Linked DNA regions of Macaca mulatta: region 1 is linked to region 2. The links are chromatin contacts, called in public Hi-C maps. All regions are on one chromosome and are shown on one strand. Each heading gives the region's core, a stretch centred on a gene start, on an enhancer-like site or on the middle of the called end of the contact. The rest is flanking DNA. Distances are from core to core; before and after follow the strand shown.

Region 1 (2,700 bases), core at 200-2,699, 410 kb before region 2:
CTAGCTGGCAGGGGTATGTTACCGGTTTGGGGGTGGGGGGGCCTGTGGAGGGAAGCCCAGATTTGGGAGGGAAAGCTCGTTTCACAAGAGATCCCATCTCTCTTTTCAAAAGGTCATTTCGATTCAGCAGATCCTCTTTCTCTATTTCAGAGCTCACCACTGTATTCTAAACAGAAGCCAACAGAGGGAGAAAAACAAAGCCAAGTGCAAAAGCTGTGGGCACTGAAAGTTTTGCTCCACCGGCCGCGCAGCACCCATTTGGGGTCGGGCATCGGGACGTGGGGGAGTCAGGAGCCGGCAGGGACTGGGGAGAGGACGGGGCCCTGGGGAGGGGCTGGAAAACGCTTTTCGCGGCGACTGGCACTTGATATTTGCAGTCTTGTGGATGTCACTCACCGGGAACCAGACCCTGCGGTGCAAACACTCAGGTACAGACCGGCCCCTTTTTCATCCGAGCAATAGGAAGCGGACTCGGGCATCCTTTTAGGGAGCTGAGGAATGGGTCTCAACTTAAAAATTTTTGTTCGTGCTACCATGATGTAAAAAAATGAAATAAAATGCAAAGCAGCAGACGGGGTGCAGGCTCTAAGGGGCTCAGATTCCCTCTCCTCCGAGTCCGGCGTAGAGAAGCCCCTGGGCTCCCTGCAGCCCCAGCGAGGCGCATCCGACCCGGGCCGGGCGGTATGGGGACCCCGGACACTCTCGCTACTCAAGTTCGCGCCTCTGCGCCCCGAGGCGGCGCCCCCGGCCCGCGACCCCGCGCGCACCTACCTTGCGCCAGCGCCCGGAGCAAGTGCAGCTGCAGCGCCAGCAGCGCCCACCAGCCGCGGCGGCCCGGCCCCAACTTTGCCGCCCGCCGCCCGCCGCGCCGCCCCGTGCCCGCCGTGTCCCCACTGGGGGTCTCGGGCGCCGCGCGGGGTCCCGAGGGCTCGGGGCCGGGGCGCGGCGCCGGCGAGGGGCGGGCGCCGGCGGGCGGGGATCCCCGCGGCCGCCCGGGGCCCGCGCGCTCAGGGGGCTCCGCGCCGCCGCCGCCGCCACCGGCCGCCAAGGGCCGGGCGCCCTGGGCCATGCCGAGCAGCCGCCACCCCGAGCGCCGCGCCGGACGGACGGGCGGGCAGGACGGGCTGGACGGCTCCGAGCGGGCGCGGCCACTCCGCGGGCGGCGCGGCGCACCCCGGCCCGAGGTGAGCGGCCGCCCGGCGCTGAGGGGCGGCGTCCCGGGTCCCCGCGTGAGGGGCGCGGCGCGGGCCGGCGGCGAGCCGGGAGAGAAGAAGTTGTCAGCGGGGGAAATTCGCGTCTGGCGCTCACGCAGTCCCGAGCCCACCGCGGCCGGGATGCCGGGCCCCGCCGCGGTCGCTCCGAGGGGTCCGCCGGGCGCTGAGGAGCCGCCGCCACCGCCGCCCCCACCCGGCGCTGAGGAGAAAGTGCGCCCGCCCGCGCGTCGCGCTTGCCCTCAGCCGCCGCGGCCGCCGCTCCCCATTCACAGCCCGGCCGCACGCGCCGCCAGCGCCCGCCGCCCGCCGCCTGCCGCCCGCCGTTGATTGGCCGAGGGAGGCGGCGCCCGCTCCCGGGGCCCGCCCCCCAGGCCTTCGCTTGTTTTCAAAGTCGCGGCGCCCGCCCGCCTGCAATTTCTTGCCTGCTCCGGCGCCCGGCTCGGGCGGCTTCCCGCGCCGGCTGCGCCCCCTAGGGACCCGTAGCGGGGACTGCAGGCGGCGCCGTCTCGGCACGCGCTCCCCGGGCGGGCTCGCTGGCTGGGCGTGCGCGGGCGGGCGCGGGTGGTGCCTCCTCGCCCGGCCCCGCGGCGGTGCGGGCGCCCGGGTGGGGAGGGCTCAGGTGCAGCAAGACGCGGGACAGATCGTGCGAGAGCCCCGGGCAAAGGGCGGAGGGGGCGCGCTCCGGGAGGCGCCCGGCTCCCACCTGCGAGCTCAGTGTTGGGGGTGACGCGCCAAGTTACCGTAATTGCAAACACGCGCAATCGGGTTTTTAATTTCCAGCAACCAAAGGCATCACTGGGTGCAAACTCGCCGCCTGTTCACAGGAGTGGACATGGCGTTGTAGAAGCGTCCAACCAAGGTCACTTTTGGCCGGGGCTGGAGGAGGTCGGGGGAGGGAGGGACACATTGCTTGTTTCCCACCGTGGAGTGGGCGAGTCTCGGGGCAGGGTCGACCCTGGTGCGGGACCCGGGAGCCTCTGGGGCTGGGGGTGGGGACGGGCGCCGACGCTCAGCATGTGGTAAGCATTAGCAGAGTTTATGGGGTGAACTAAGCACACTGGAGGCTGGAAGGCCAGCATTTTTGTGGGAGGAGAGCTGGAGGTGACACGCACTCAGCTGCCGCTGGACTTGGCCCAGGAGGAGCCTGGGGGCGTGTGATGATTGCATGAGATCACGTAAGAGATGAAGGCAGAGGGGCTGGGTTGGGTGTGCGCCCAGCACGGGGCTGATTCCCCAGGAAGCACCTGATGCAGACTTGATACCGTTAGTAGGTTTATTGTCCCTGCCAAGAAAGACCAGGGGCGAGTGGAGAGCAGGCCACAGGGCCGGGGTCTGGGATAGGAGCCAGCTCCTGCTCGCAGAGCGCCTATGGTTTGGCGGCTCAGTATTAGCCTCCGTACACGTCCGCTAAGACTTAACAATAACCACGTGAAAGAAACATAGGGAACCGGAGGTGGTTTCAGAAAGAGGCCTGCCCTCTGCCCCC
Region 2 (2,700 bases), core at 144-2,643:
GGCAGTGGTATGATCATAGTTCACTGCAGCCTCGACCTCCCGAGCTCAATCTCCTGCCTCGGCCTCCTGAGTAGCTAGGACTACACACATCACACACGTGCACCACCATACCCGACTAATTTTTTTTTTTATTTTTATTTTTTTGTAAGAAATAGGGTCTCATTATGTTGCCCAAGCTGGTCTCAAACTCCTGGGCTCAAGCGATCCTCCACCTCAGTGCTGAGATGACAGGCATGAGCCACCACTGGCCTGGGGTCTTGGTGACGGAGTAGCCGGGCCCCCAGCTGTGCCATCCCGTGTGATTTCACAGTGAGGAGTCCTAGGGTGTCTGTTGGCCGGGAGATGCCCGTAATGTGGGATGATGTGGAGCCCCAGGGATGGAAATGGCCACACCTGGGCTCTCAGACAGCTTTCTGTAACCCCAGGGAGGTAACGTGACACTAGAAAGCCTGGGTGATGAACCGTACGAAGTGGCTGTGAGGACCCAGTAAGCCCATGCAAGAGGACCTCCCACATGCCAGGGGACCCCCACATAGGCACCTCCAGCCCAGCCGTTAAGTGGCCAGCCTAGTAGAACCAGATCCCCTTGGTTTCTCTGCTTGAATTTCCCTAAATTCAGTGTACAAATCCAAACAAATCTCTGGGCACGGTGACTCACGCCTGTAATCCCAGCACTTTGGGATGCCAAGGCGGGCAGATCACCTGAGGTTGGGAGTTTGAGACCAGCTTGGCCAACATGGTGAAACCCTATCTGTACTAAAAATACAAAAAAAAAAAAAAAAAAAAAATCAGCTGGGTGTGGTGGCGGGCACCTATAATCCCAGCTACTCTGGGAGGGTGAGGCAGGAGAATCACTTGAACCCGGAAGGCAGAGCTTGCAGTGAGCTGAGATCGTGCCACTGCACTCCAGCCTGGGCTGCAGAGGGAGGCTCCCTCTCAAAAAAATAAAAACTAAATAAAAAAATTTAAAAAACAAACCAAACATTTTCTCCCTGGACAGAGGAAACCTGTTCCTCTTCCCCCTCCGCCAATGACATCCCCACCCGCCAGTCACTCAAGCTCGAAGCCCAAGCCTCAGCCCCGGTTCCCAGCTGAACCCCAACAGACACCTCAAATCCCCTACTTCTCTCCAGCCCCACCCTCTGCCCCATCTGAACCACGAACTCCCCTGAGCCTCTGAAAGCCCAGAGACCCCCCCTTCTCAAAATAACATTTTCAAATGCGTGAAATAAAACACACAGGATTGCAAAGGAAGCCAACTTTCTTATCAAAATATTTAAAGAGCAAATGGGTAATCCGGTAATTTGCATGCTTTTTTGTGTGTGTGAATGCGTTAAATCACAGGATTGAATAACAAGCTCTGGCGGCGGGGCCAACAGCTGTCGTTATTCTGGAGTTGTGACAAGCACGCTTGGTGTTTCACGCTACCTGCGGCAGCTACAGCCGGATGGGAAGACACCCGTGTTTCTACTGGTGAACGCGTCCCAGGCGCTGTGCCACACCTCTGCAATTTTTTTTATTTTTTTTATTTTGTATTTATTTATTTTTTATTTTTATTTTTTTTTTTTTTTTTTTCTTGCTTCCATTCATTCATAATGCAAGGAAATGCTCACTTTCTATTAGGGGGTAGGGAAAATAATGATGTCATTTTTTTTTCCATTCAACATTCAGACTCCCTGAATTCTCTATCCATGGATTCGAATGAAGATCCATCCCTGATGGAGGGATCTTTCTGGAACACAAATTGGAATGTCACTCTGATGATTGAGCCCTTCCCATTGGAAGCTACTGGAATTACTAATTTTTTTTTCTTTCTTTTTTTTTTTTTTTTTTTTTTTTTGAGATGGAGTCTTGCTCTGTTACCCAGGTTGGAGCACACTGGTGCCATCTCGGCTCACTGCAACCTCCGCCTCCCGGGTTCAAGCGATTCCCGTGCCTCAGCCTCCCAAGTAGCTGGGATTACAGGCTTGCACCACCACACCCGGCTAATGTTTGTATATTTTTTTTAATAGAGATGGGGTTTCACCATGTTGGCCAGGTGGGTCTCGAACTCCTGACCTCAAGTGATCTACCCACCTCGGCCTCCCAAAATGCTGGGATTACAGGTGTGAGCCACCATGCCCAGCCTGAAATTACTATTATTTATGGATTTTTTAGTAGAGAGGAGGTCTCGCTATGTTGCCCAGGCTGGTCTTGAACTCCTAAGCCAGGGCAACCCTCCGGAGCACCTGGGCCTCCCAAAGTGCTGGGATAACAGGTGACAGCTATAGCACCTGATCCCCTGCCGCTGGAATTAAATGAGAACAATCTGCCCTGCTTACATGACCTGGCCCCTTCCAGAACCTTCTTCCTCCTACTAGCTACATTCAACCACACTGGCCCCCTGTTGATCCCCAAAACTCTTTCTGTGCAAGGCCTTTGTGGCGGTGTTCCCTCTGCTGCCCCTTCCCCTGCCCACCCGCTCCTAAGCCCCTCTCCCGCTTCTGCTCCCTCCTCCCCTGGTGTGGGGCTCAGGCCTGCCTTGGCCTCCGCATTTTCTCCCTTCTCAGCTGCTGTGTGGTTTTCTTGGACTGACTGGACTATGTCCCCCTGAAAGATATGCTCAAGTCTGCAGTGCCTGTGACTGGGGCCTTATCTGAAAATAGGGTCTTTGCCGATGTGATCAGGTTAAGATGTCATACAGGATTAGGGTGGGCCCCC

What was found. Hi-C and Micro-C count contacts between places; a contact is called where the count stands out from the background.
Region 1: a contact with region 2 is called in a Hi-C map of fetal cortex germinal zone, with 3 times the contacts expected there. The contact joins the promoter of SDK1 here to the enhancer-like site in region 2. A contact is called at or near these places in 2 of 14 Hi-C or Micro-C datasets (fetal cortex germinal zone and fetal cortical plate).

What each region holds. Positions count from the first base shown.
Region 1 is chr3:37,304,662-37,307,361 of T2T-MMU8v2.0, reverse strand. SDK1 (sidekick cell adhesion molecule 1) reads right to left here and starts at 1,449. Exons shown (of 45, transcript XM_077996063.1): 1 at 772-1,449. The coding sequence starts at 1,069.
Region 2 is chr3:36,898,199-36,900,898 of T2T-MMU8v2.0, reverse strand. No RefSeq gene overlaps it. Among named protein-coding and RNA genes, the nearest start is that of GNA12, 49 kb to the right of the region's middle. Within about 2 kb of position 1,393, at least 2 of the 40 cell types and tissues checked have an H3K27ac peak or open chromatin away from gene starts, as enhancers often do. A contact at or near this core is called in fetal cortex germinal zone and fetal cortical plate, where this site is marked.